Linked DNA regions of Hordeum vulgare: region 2 is linked to region 1. A link is a contact called in public Hi-C data. All regions are on one chromosome and are shown on one strand. The core of a region is the stretch at or near the end of the contact, and the rest is flanking DNA. Distances in the headings are between cores, read along the strand shown. Region 1 holds the start of LOC123443110 (60S ribosomal protein L26-1-like). Region 2 holds the start of LOC123443111 (beta-glucuronosyltransferase GlcAT14B-like).

Region 1 (6,820 bases), core at 2,961-5,460:
GCCTATGCCTCAACCCATCCCCTACCGAACTACTCACACATGAATACCAAACCACATGAAGAAAACATTGAAGAACACATCTTGAAGATGAACAGATTGATAATATGTCTTACAATGTTTGCCTTGTGGGACAAACAAATACAAGTATGAACTAGAGGAAGATGAACTATGATGGTGATGGCGGCTATGGAGATGGAAATGGTAGCGACTAGGGTTGATGGCAGGGGATGAAGATGGTTTTGCTCTTGCTTCGCTCGCACACATTTTTGGCGAGGATCGAGGGTTTCCTTCGTACCCTCCAGGTGGTGTTGATTTACATCATTGAGCAGCTCTTTCGTGAAGATCGGGCAACCCCATATCACTACCCGAGCTTTGTTAGAATTAACTCCATCATCAACCCTCCTCCTCATACCTCCTTTCCACAATTTTGTAATGAAGCTCGTCTGTAATTCGCCAGTGTGAAATTTGAATCCACCATTTCTACTCTAGATTGAGAGCTATACATGTGAGACCATAAAATATTCTCCTTGTGCCACCATCTCTTCAATGTGGCAATGCCCTAACTATTGAATTGGAAGTCTGCAAAGAAGGCATTGGCCTTGCGTTGGAGTGGAGTACACGGCCTTGTATCTTGGCGAATGATAGATCGAAAGTTGTTGCCATAATCATGCATGCTCGTGTTAACCGATCCTCTAGTGATAACATAGTGAACGAGATAAAATAGTGTGTGAGGGTTTGTGAGGCTAGATGCATGAGACGTGAGAGAATCCAAGTGAGTAATGAGCTAGCGAGAATGACACATGTGTGTATGAAAACAATGGTATGGCAGAGACGAAGCCCCAATGAAACTGTAAACTTGTATGTACTCGATGGTGGCGATCTAGGTTGAATGAAACTAGTGACCCTTCCCATACGAAAAAAGGTGTCACTAATTACAATATGTGAAAATAGGAGCTAAATGAAGAGCTAAACGGAAGAAGGGTGATTAGAGAGGAAATGCGGACACGAACCCTTGGCTTATGGGTGTATATACACTCTATATGAAGATTAAAAATATAATTAAATAAAAGGTTAAAAGTATTTTTTTAAATAAACTTGACCTTTCATTTTACTTGTAAAAGAAATTTCACAAAAGGAAGAAAACTCCGTTGACTTCTTTACGATTTTTCTTTCAACGAAAATAGTGTGAATTGCGATTTTCCTCCCTGAAGTCAAAAATGGGGTTTTATTCATAAACTTGTACATAGCAATGCAAAAGAAAGTAAAGTTTATTTTAAAAAAATTCCTAAACTTTTTTAACTTTCTTTTAATTTTAGTAAAAACTATATCCCATATCAAGTCAAAATAATAATAATGATATACCATACGAGGTGTATATGCATCCAGGAAGGAAAGGGCATTTCCTCCCAAGGAAATGCGAACCCTCAGGGCCTGTTCGATTCGAGGGTTTTTAACGGGGATTGACACAAATTATGAGGGATTAAATAAATACCCTATCTTTACCTATTAATAAAGTACATATTGCTTTTGTGGTATGTCATTAAATTTGCCTCTAAAGTTCGTCAAAATTACCCACCAATGCCACCCGTAAGTGACAAAAACGATTCAATATTTTGACTTCGATTCGACTCTTCCTTTCCGATTCTAAAGGCCGCGGTTCCGTATTTTATCACAAGAACAGGCTAGCCCAACTGGTTGGGTGCGCCTCGTCCCACCCACGAGACCAAGGTTTGATCCTCATTATGGACTACAACCGTTTTTGTTCTTCTTTTTTTATTTTTTTCTCTTTTGTCTTTATTTCGACAAATTTTACACACATGTTAATTATGGATTAAATAAATGTCAAATTTGTAGACAAATAAGTTCCCATATATAAAAAAAATATACAGTCCATATGGACAATAAATAATATATTTTTCTTTTATTTTGAAAAATATTGATTGTGTATTTAAAAAAGTTTAAATGTGCATAGAAAAATGTTTCTGGTGTATCAGAAAACATATAAAAATATATATAATGTGTATGGAACAAAGTAGACATAAAAATAGAACTTCTCAAAAATGTTAATCGTGTATTTGAATAATGTAAAACATGTATATAAAAAATATTCATGATGCATACAAAATATGTAAAATGCGTATTAAAGAAATTAGACATCAAAACTCAATAATGTTTGTGATGTCACACGCAAAAAAAGTTTCTAATGTATACAAAAATATACAATGTTGTTTATACAAGCTTTACGTAGACAAATGGCTGAGCTTTGATTTTTCATATATAAAAACTGTTTTGCTAATTATATTTTTAAGAATATCGATATTGATATGCAACCTGAAACATCTGGTATGCATGTACCTACAAGTTGATTGTTTTCGATGGAGCTGTCTAATATGTTTGCAACCAAATTAAGACTTCACTTAGATTACAAATGCAAACACATATATCAGCAAGATAAAAATAATGTTCTTATGCATATGTCATCATTAATTAACAAAACATACTTTGCCATTTTCATCATAATTCAAATAATGTTCGCGCATTTCAAGAAATTCCCAGCGATGACCGTCGGCCCTCTGTTGACCGCAGACTGGACCGGAGACGGAGGAGCCGGAGTCGGAGCAGGAGCAGGAGCCGGAGTCGGAGCAGGAGCAGGAGCAGGAGCCGGAGCAGAACAAGACCCGGGAACTCTTACAGTGGCAACCGAAGGGATTCAGACTGGCGACCATGGGGTGGTGATTTCAATCACGCACGCAGTGGCGATCTAGATCAGAACAAGGTGCCAGCAAAGTCTAGAACTGCTGTCGGGCGTGACAGTTAAGTGGATCGCGGTGATGTTGATAAATTGCCGAGGGATCCGAAGATTCTTCACTCCGAGGTGGTAATGGTGGAGAACGGCGCCAGCCATGAAGACGAAGATGCGGTAGAACCAGAGCATGATGGTGCAAGGCCTGAAGATGAAGATGCAGAGTATGAATATGGAGAGGTGGTGGAATTAGATGAACATGATGAAGATGATGGTGGTGTCACCTATGAATATGAAGAGATGGAAACAGAGGACAATGGTCAGGACAATGAAGCTGTTGTTGTTGCTGGCCTGAATGATGCACATGTTGTTGAAATAAATGCCAGCCACCAACTGCCCATGGTGGATGTTCATCCATCACAGCCTGTTGAGGAACCGGCGCACACGCAGTCCCAGCTCAGCGACGTGGAGGAGGACACGGATGCGGGCGTTGTGCGTGTGGATGCATGCCTGATTGAACCAGTGGCTGAAAACAGTGATTGTTCTGAAGTTATAGGTGAAAAGGAGGCTCCGCAAAGTCAACCTGAAACTGAGCTTAAAGTTAGAGGTGAAATGGACGCTCTCCAGAGTGAACTTGGAACTGAACTTCAAGTTAGAGTTGAATTGGAGGCTCCGCAGAGTGAACGTGAGGATATAAAAAATAATGCATAATGACACATGAAGCATGTTGTGTTTTTTTTTACCCGGTGCAACGCACGGGTATTTATACTAGTAAATACTCCATCCGTTCATAAATACTCCCTCCGTTCCTAAATATAAGACATTTTAGAGATTGTATTACAAACTACATACGAATGTACATAGACATATTTTAGAATATAAATTCACTTATTTTGCTTCGTATGTAGTCTTTTAGTGAAATACCTAAAAGGTCTTATATTTTGAAACGGACGGAGTATAAGACATTTTAGAGATTGCACTATGAGCTACATACGGATGTACATAGACATATTTTAAAGTATAAATCCACTCATTTTATTCCGTATGTAGTCCCTCAGTAAAATCTCTAAAATGTCTTATATTTTGGAACAGAGGAAGTATAAACCAAATTCCCCTCCGATCTTCAAACTCGTCGGGAGGAGGTTGAACCGAACAAGGCCTCACGGTTTTCCTACGTGCATCGTGATCGCTGGAGGCAGCCGGCTAGGCTTTCAGTTTACACGGGCCAGCAGATCAGCATTCGGTCGGACCTTCTTGTTTTATAAGCCCAAACATGTACTCAAATTAGTCCAAAGAAACAAGTAACAACGGCCCAGCTAGCCCAACAACCCATTCCGCCGAACATATCCGCGCCGTCCACTCCCCATCGAACGCCTCGCCGAGCCCACGCGACGGAGCGCAGATAAAACCCTAGTACCATCCCACCTATATATTGCCCTCCCACCGCAACATCCCGCCGCCTCCACACACTCCCTCCCGCACCAGAACCCTAGCCCCCGCCGCCGCCCCCCAGGTAAGGGAGAGCGCCCACCCCCCCGCCGCCGCCATGAAGCGCAACCCCCGCGTCACGAGCTCCCGCCGGAAGTGCCGCAAGGCGCACTTCACGGCGCCGTCCTCCGTCCGCCGCGTGCTCATGTCCGCCGCCCTCTCCTCCGAGCTGCGCCACAAGTACAACGTCCGCTCCATCCCGATCCGCAAGGACGACGAGGTGCAGGTCGTGCGCGGCACCTACAAGGGCCGCGAGGGAAAGGTGGTGCAGGTCTACCGCCGCCGCTGGGTCATCCACGTGGAGCGGATCACCAGGGAGAAGGTGAATGGATCCACGGTCAACGTCGGCATCCACCCCAGCAAGGTGATCGTCACCAAGCTCAAGCTGGACAAGGACCGCAAGGCCCTCCTCGACCGCAAGGCTCGTGGCCGCGCTGCTGACAAGGCCAAGGGCAAGTTCACCGCCGAGGACGTCGCCGCCGCAGCTGGTGGCGCCACGGCCACCGGCGCCTCGCTCCAGGAGATTGATTAAGCTCGGTTGCCATACTGCTCTTGCTATCCTAGTTTTTTACCAATCACCTGTTCTGTTAGGATATGCTATCTGAAAACTGCTGCTTTATTATTCGTAAGATGTCCGTGGATGAGCGTTTTGGAACCTTTAATGTGCATCTATCATGTGCCTGTGCCCTGGATTTTGATATGAAGACTTCATTACATGTTTAAATATCTCGTTCATTGTCTGCCGTGTAGATCTTATTAAAGTTGTTATTTTGTATATCTTCGTGCACTAGAGATATTGCTCATCATCCGTTAGCTACAAGGTTATACAGTGTGTGTGGCACATGTCAGACCCTGTACTTGTAATGTTTTATCGACTTGCTAGATCATACTAAATGGTATGAGGTACTCCCTTGGTAAACTAATATAAGAGCGTTTAAAGCGTTTTTGGTCAGCCATAGAGTAGTTTTTGGTCAGCCATAGAGGAATAACTTTGAGGTAAATGATAAATTCAACCTGTTTCCGTAGGCAGTTGTGATCCAGTCTTTCTTTCCAGTAGCAGTCAGTAACCCTTTGTCTCATCGTTCCATGACATTTCCTGCTCTACACCATCCAACAGCCTTTGGTATAGCTGGAATTTCAGACTCATCACCTGATCGTTTGCTTATCGGATGGTTAGTTATTGCCTTGTGTTTGTTGGGGTGACTGTCTGCTGTTTGTTTCTCTGTGATTCTGTTGAAATCTTACTCAGTATCATTCTACGCACAGAAGCAAAGTTTTTTTTGTTCAGTCTTCTCCATCAGTCCAAACTCTCTGCTTAACATCACAGCAGAAACATCCCTTCATGCTGTTTTTGCCGAATTCTTGAGTAGTTAGTGTGCCTGAAGATGTAATGGTTAGTGTGATAAAATGTGACTTCTGCCTGGGTGTGTTCTTGATCTTCAAAATGATGATGATTTTTGCTGGACATCTTTGGATGAAATTGGTTCATTATGATATTGGACATTTTGTTTGTAGGTCAGTTTCGTATGGCCAATCGCCAAAGCCTTTGGGTCTTTATGCCTTGCCCTCATCAATCTGCTGCAAACCCATTCCCTGACTGTCATAACTAATCCAAAGCAAAGAGTTTTTCGAACTTCTCTGCTGTTTTGTAGCCCCTCTTCAATCTGCTGCGACCGTTCCCTGTCTGTCATAACTAATCCAGAGCAAAGAGTTTTTTGAACTTTTCTGCTATGTTTTGTAACCCCTCTTCAATCTGCTGTGAACCCATTCACTGACTGTCATAACTAATCCAAAGCAAAGAGTTTTTTGAACTTTACTGTTATGTTTTGTAAGTTCGTATTAGCAGCAGATGAGCGGTCGACCTGAACCTCTCTGCTCCAATCTGTTCCGTCCAACTTAGATTGAGCATAACCAACTTATCCTCTTCCTAGGCCTCTTCGTAGGGTCGGGAAATCATTAACGACCTGCCATATTGGGTTATACTACTCCAATTAGTCTTTCTCTGATTTGCATTCATGGGTCCGACAGGCAATGCCAGTGCTTTTATTTGTTAGTCTATGCAAACCCATGAATAAGACTTGTGAGTATACTCACAAATATGGCAGGAAAATAAAAGTTTGGTTTTATAACCCCTTCCTTCTTTCAAGCAGGGAAATAAAAGTCTGATTTTTTATTTTATTTTTGTGGGTGAATAGAAGTCTGATTTAAAGTCTGATTTTGTATGATGAAAAGTTCACCCAGCACAAACTAACCGAATTTCTCACCACAATCATAATAACGTCCTTAATGATAGAATAACAGCATGGAAATAATACGCGTAAAAGGCAACAACTGTGTTGATTTATCAGGTGTAATTGTTTGACCACTACACGAATCGTTTTCTTTGGAAAATCCACTTCAAAACCCACGCCGAAAGAGGAAAATTGTCCAACTTGAAAGAAGCCCATCTTTTACTGTTAAACCAAGAACAGGACGCCGGTACTCCTCGAGGGCGCCTTGCAATTCAGAGACAGCCGACATATCCCCATGATCTTCAGAGAGAAATCAACAGTACAGAAAAATAACATGGGACCTAATTCACATACAGTA
Region 2 (6,820 bases), core at 1,967-4,466, 290 kb before region 1:
AAATGGAGCTACGGATGGGATCACCATTTTACAGAGACTTTTTAGTGGATGCCTCTAGGGTTTTTGGAATATTAAAGAATTTATAGGCCTGAGAACGAGGCAAGATGGGACACAGGGATTCGACAAGGCATCAGGGTGCGTCGACCCCCCTGGTGTGCCATGTTGCCTTGTGGGCTCCTCATGCAGCTCGAGGTCTCCTCCCGAAGCTTCCAGGTCTTCTTTTGGTCCATAAAAATCACCAAAAAATTTCGTGGCCATTGGACTTCGTTTGGTACTGAAACCGTGAAAAACAAAAAACACGTAGAAAACAACAAGTGGCACCGAGCACTAGGTTAATAGGTGAGTGCTCAAAAACAATATAAATGGGTGCATTATGACCCAAAAGGTATCCTAAGATGATAATATAACAACATGGAGCAATCAAAAGTTATAGATACGTTGGAGATGTATTAGGCCATGAGGTCAGTATCGCATCAAAAAATAAGTGTTTGTGCGATGAACTAAAGGGGGAAAGAGGTGGAAAGCAGGGTGGCTCACCAAGGAGCTCGAATCCGAGCTTAGTGAGCCATCGAGAGAGACGAGTTAGAGATAAATGGTGGAGAACGGTGAATTGAATCTCGGGATCAGAGACGATAACGAGGAAGATGAGCAACTCTAGCGATTGGTCACCACGATGCCTTGATGAACCCGCCACTGGCCACCATAACGTTGATCTGTTGGTATCGACGACATCGTGGCACGAGCTTGCCACCCGGGTTGGCCACTCCGACCCCGTCGGTGTCCACCTCCACCATAAGGAGGTGGAGCCATGCCAGGGAACCCCATCCCCGTTGTTCCAGGAGCAGAAGCTCACGACCTCGCGCCACTGGTGTGGGAATTTGAAGCACCAATTGGCTGCGGTGCTCAAACCCCACTAGCGACCGCTTGGCTGCTCGGAGGTCCAACACGTCGAGACCGCGTGTCCCCGCGTGCTCTCCTGCAAAACACGAATGTTAGACTTGGAGACAACATCATCTCCCTGCTAAATCGTGCTTCGCAGGCACACCTTCCTCCTATGGTGCAATCTAGTGTCCCCTAAAGGTTTTGTAGATTGTTGGTTAGAAACAATGAGGGACTAATGTGTTAGTGCACAAAGAGAAATATAGACCCTGGAGTTTTGAGAAGATTGCTATAATCTCACAGAAGTTTGCTATAAACTTTCGTTAGAATTATCTGCACAAAAGGTAAGATTGCTTGTTGGAGTCAACCCTTAAAAATGTTGCTGGAGTGAAGCAATTTCTATGGAGTGCGCTCCAAGAGAATTGACTATAGTGAAGAAGAATGAAGACGAAGTGAAGACGTAGTTCTCTTTTGTAGTTTCACTTCCTTCATTTGAGTCATAGGACCACCATACTATTATGCTGGGTCCAAGTATTTCGAGACTTTTGTTATTGTGATGCTTAACCGAAACTTATCCCAAGTATCTGTAGACAAATCTCTTCGTGCGAAGAGTTATTTACTCGCCAGCTAGAGAAAAAGTTCTTCTGGGCCACGAGAGAAATGTTGTGGTAGAGGAGTCAACTTTGCTTGTTCCTCAAGTAAAGTTACCGCGTGAGTTTGAAATCCAATTGTTGGAAACGTGTCGGTTGGTCATTGGTTGGGCCGCATGCCCTTATTGATCATTTCCCTCTTGGGATCGCTCTAGGTATAAATAACCACTCCGCACCAACCGTTATGACGGGCTGCTTCGCTTGAGTTTATGAGAAGATTGATTAAGCACCCTTCTTCGAAAGATTTGAGTAAATCCTTCTAAGAGAAAACCCAAGAGCATAAACTTAGATATTGGCTGAGGATTACATATATCTGAGTTGAGAGCTATTCTTCCTATCACTATTGAGAGTTGCTAACTCTCTAATGTTAGGTGTCTGTCTGAGTGACTAAGAGTAATTATGGTGACCAAAGACAAAGTCTATTGAAGGTTTCAAGATTGCCGATAAGAATCTATCATGAGGGAAATCAACTAAAATTAGAGGAACTTCAGGTCGAGTAGAATAGTATGGAGAGAGGTTAGTTGTTGTGTTCAATCATAAGTCTCTTTCACTAGAGTTGCGGGAAAGTGAACTTTTCTATCAAATCACCCGTTGTAATCGTGCACCACTGGTCAATTTTATGCTTCAAACATTACTTCCAGTTATTTTTCCTCGTTCTATCATGTGCTCGTGTGCGATAGTTTCGGTACTTCCACATGTCTCTCTTTGTGTTCCAATGAGTTGTACTTAAGATGATTTTTTTCTTTGTCTGTATGCTTTACATACGGTGTTGCTTGGTCATCCTTCGAAGTCTTGACATGATGAACATATCACAGTAGTGCGCATATTTTTCTTTCAATTATAGTTCTCTCTCAGCTTTGCATCTATTTAGTTTTGTTTCCTTGTGCTGTGCTAAGAGATTTTAAGTTTTCTTTTCTTTTCTTTTAAAAAATCTCTCATTCCCCTTTCCTCTGGCCGATATACCCCTGTCCTACCTCCTTCGCCACGGCCTCCTCCTCGACCATCCAGTCCCCTCGGGCCTCCTCCTCTTCACGGTTGTCTCGAGTGCCGCCCGCGCTGTCGAGAAGACCACGCCGCTCCTTGTCCTCCTCCTCTGTTGAACTTCACTTCTCACAGATGAGAAAAAAAAGGAGAGGAAAGCGGGCGTTCGCTCATGGACAGTCAGGAAGCGAACGTATTTTTTTTCTCACGTGGTAACTCAGCAAGCATAAGATCTCCGTGATGGATCGGACGGCCGATGATGTGTCCGCTCAGAATCTCCAACAATCTGACATCAGACTTTCATTATGATATACTTTCTTTGTTCCAAAATAAATGTATTATATTTAGTATAATTTTATACTAGAGTTAATACGAAGTTAAGACATTTATTTTAGGAGTAGTAAAAAACAACTAGAGAGGGGAAAATAAAGAGAATTCGTGTGTGATGCGACAGAAAGCAGAGAGAGAGAGAGAGAGAGAGAGCGCATTTGCGTGCGTGGAGCGTGGGAAGGTGCATTGCGTACGGAGAAGGAGAGGAGGGCGCGTACGGTACGGAGCGGTGGATGGTATTTCGGGGTAACGGCCGTGTTAGCCGGGGCAGCCCCGCCACTTGCCGGGCCGCCGCGCGCCACTCCGTCCCAATATGTTAATCTTTGTCTAACTAGTCTCTCCCGCGCACTATATATCGTCTCATGATCCTCCTCATCTCCGGCATCAATTAATAGTAACCGCTCCCCCCGCAATACCTGCCATCTCTCCTCCTCCACCACCACCATCGATCTACTCTCCCTTACTTTCTCTCTCTCTCTCTGCTCGACTAGATCGATCTTCCTCTTCTTGGCTGGTCGATTTTCTTCGTCGTCCTCTGTGACGAAGGTGCTGTCGTCGTCGATCGATTGGTTGATTTATTGATCGATCGAGTGTTCCAACAACTGGTCAATAGCTGGGATCCTAGGTCGTCTGCTCAGTTGCATCACCATCGCCTTCAATTCCACTCGTTTTCAAGCTCCCATCGTTGATCGGATCAAAGGGGTTGGGATTTACCCTAATCTAACCTAACCTAACCTAACCTCGCGACCGGATTCCCCTCACCACTTGACATTGGTCCACCCGACCGGATTCCTTGTCGATCGCAACAAGGATTTTTTCTTTGCACCTCTCGTATCCTACATACGTAGCGCGCGCGCGAGTCCGTGCGGGCTCGGTAGCGGTTCGCACGATACCACGTCCAGATAATTGGCAGTTGCGATTCATAGCGCGCGCGCGGCCGATCGGGGCTGCATGGGGGCCAACGGCCGCGGTGAGCACCACTCGCCCTCGTCGGCCAAGACGTCCCCTCGCGGCGCTGCTGGAGGTGGAGGTGGCGAGCAATACTCCTCAGCGGCCAAGTCTCCGCGCGCCGGAGGTGGTGGCGGAGGCGAGCACTACTCGTCGTCGAGCAAGTCCCCGCGCGCCGGCATCTGCGGCGGCGTGTCGTCCCTGCTGCCGAGCGGCGCCGTGGCGTCGCTGCTCGAGAGCAGGTGGGCAATCTCGGCCGCGCTCACCGTGTTCCTGTTCCTTGCGGTCACGCTCACCGTAACGTCGTCGTCGTCGTCGTCGCTGTCTCCCGTCTCGGCCTCCTTCTTCTCCTTCCTCCCGGCCGGCCGGGCCGACTACGTCGAGCCGAAAGTCCAGCAGCAGCAGCAGCAGCCGCAGGCCCCGGCGACCCCGCCGCCGCCTCCGCTCGGCGCCGGCGTGCCGCGTCTGGCCTACCTCATCTCCGGGTCCAAGGGCGACCTGGACCGGCTGTGGCGCGCGCTGCACGCGCTCTACCACCCGCGCAACCTCTACGTGGTGCACCTGGACCGCGAGGCGCCCGTGGGCGAGCGGCTGGAGCTGGCGGCGCGGGTGGCCAACAGCACCGTGTTCCGCCGCGTCGGCAACGTGGAGGTGATCCGGCGCGCCAACATGGTGACCTACCGCGGGCCGACCATGGTGGCCAACACCCTGCACGCCTGCGCTGTGCTCCTCCGCCGCAGCCGCGACTGGGACTGGTTCATCAACCTCTCCGCCTCCGACTACCCGCTCATGTCCCAGGACGGTACGTACGTGCTCTCTCTTTTTTACGTTTATTAAATATTTCCTGGCTTACTCGGGTTGACACGATATCTATCTAGTATCCATGAACGATTCCGCTAACTAACCAACTGCGGCGACACGCACAGATGTTCTGCACGTATTCTCGACGCTGCCGCGCAACGTCAACTTCATCGAGCACACCAGCCGCCTCGGCTGGAAGGAGTAAGCACTCTTCCCTCACTCTCCTTCTTCCTCCCCTCCGGCCACCCTCCGGCGATCGACTGACCGTGGCATGATATAATATGCAGGGGGCAGCGAGCGCAGCCGCTGATCGTGGACCCAGGGCTGTACGCGTCGCAGAAGCAGGACATCTTCTACGCGGCGACCCGGCGGGAGCTGCCGACGGCGTTCAGGCTGTACACGGGGTCGGCGTGGGTGGCGCTGACGCGGGACTTCGCCGAGTACGTGGTGTGGGGGTGGGACAACCTGCCGCGCACCCTCCTCATGTACTACGCCAACTTCGTGTCCTCGCCGGAGGGCTACTTCCAGACGGTGCTCTGCAACGCGCCCCGGTTCGTGCCCACCGTGGCCAACCACGACCTCCACCACATCCAGTGGGACGTGCCGCCGCGGCAGCACCCGCACGCGCTCACGCTCGGGGACATGGACCGCATGGTGCGCAGCGACGCGCCCTTCGCCCGCAAGTTCGCGCGCGACGACCCCGTGCTCGACGCCATCGACGCGCAGCTGCTGGGCGGGCGCGGCGGCGGCAACGGCACGGCGGCGGCGGGGATGTTCGTGCGGGGAGGCTGGTGCGGCGAGCAAGGGGACTGCGTCGGCGCCGCGGGCGCCGACGACTGGGTGCTCAGGCCGGGGCCGGGGGCTGAGAGGCTGCGCAGGCTCATGGACCGGATCGTCAGGTCGGAGGCGTTCGCGAACCGCCAGTGCAAGTAGCTCAGCTCGGCCGGAGATGGTCGGCCATGCGTGCAAGCCAGGTTAGCGTCACGCACGCACGCACTGTGTGGTGTGGTGTGATGTTGATGTGCTCGTTTCCTTTCACGCTTGTACAAAATCATGCATCGGGGCGTACATACCATATGACATATACATACATACACACAGCGAGAAATATAGAGAACTTCGTGATACATTGTTAGGTGTATATAATATTCTACTTACTCAAACTTGTCCAAGAATCAATCGAAGGATTCAACTGAAAACGCATTCAGATGATGTAAATTAAACAAGTCTGAAAGAAACTGATGCCATAGTCCGACCGCCATCTCGCAAGAAAAACGGGATAAATGGGGAGCTCGACTCGTAGCTCTTAACGCCTAAGCAAAAGCAGCAGGGTTGCTGTCGGAGAAGAGCACGAGAAAACGGAAGGAGGATCTTGGTGACCGAGCATCTGCATCACCGCTTCTCGAGCATTCCATTGCTCGATCGGTGGCATGGCGCACCTGGACCGTGGAAGCACCACATCTTTACCATTGGGAGACAAGACTATCACGAGTGGTCTACAAAGGCGAGGCAGCACCGGCTACCAATAAGACGGCCAAATCTTATCGTTCCAAGATACGCCCGCACGCCGACCCGCCGTAAGCAAATTTCGGCAAATTCATATGGTCCCCTCCAGATTTTGAAGTTTTTTATTGGAATGCTTTTTTAAAACAAGGTAAAAGATTTGCCATTCCCATTAATTAAGGGGGACTGCTACGCGTCCATCGATCGATCTGGTGCTATATGTTCGTCACCTCGATTACAGTTGGATCTACGAGCGGGCAGCCGTCCGATCGATCTTCTTGTACGTCCCATTTGTCTCCTTCCCCACTCATTAATTCCCGAAACAAGGACAACATTGCAGAAACAACTGCTTTGGCTGTTGCAATCGTGCAACCATTAATTCTTGAAACAACGGCCGCGTTACAAAAACAACACCTTTTGGCTGTTGCAATCGTGCGACAGAGCGACATCTTTCATCACTGTAACAAAGTTATTGTTGCATAATTTTTATAACGGAGGGCTCCTTGCAGAAATTTTTACAACACATGTCTTGTTGCAGAAAACTTTTGCAACGAAGGTCTTGTTGCATAAAAACTTTATAACAATGGTAATGTTACAGATTTTGTTGTCTTCACCTCCTTCGTATGATGTTACGAAGAAATGTTTTGCAACATGATTGATGTTACAGAAAATTTTGCAACAAAGAGGAAGTTGCAAGGAAAATCGTCATTGTGTTCTCCGCGAGCTCT

Evidence for each region. A called contact is a pair of places that touch in the nucleus more often than the background predicts.
Region 2: a contact with region 1 is called in a Hi-C map of seedling, with 6 times the contacts expected there. The contact joins the promoter of LOC123443111 here to the promoter of LOC123443110 in region 1. A contact is called at or near these places in 4 of 6 Hi-C or Micro-C datasets (leaf and seedling).

Annotation. Positions count from the first base shown.
Region 1 is chr3H:94,786,136-94,792,955 of MorexV3_pseudomolecules_assembly, reverse strand. LOC123443110 (60S ribosomal protein L26-1-like) reads left to right here and starts at 4,210. Exons shown (of 1, transcript XM_045119370.1): 1 at 4,210-4,955. The coding sequence starts at 4,290. The coding sequence ends at 4,763.
Region 2 is chr3H:95,078,379-95,085,198 of MorexV3_pseudomolecules_assembly, reverse strand. It overlaps LOC123443111 (beta-glucuronosyltransferase GlcAT14B-like), which reads left to right and starts at 3,216. Exons shown (of 3, transcript XM_045119372.1): 1 at 3,216-4,590; 2 at 4,715-4,790; 3 at 4,877-5,716. The coding sequence starts at 3,792. The coding sequence ends at 5,522.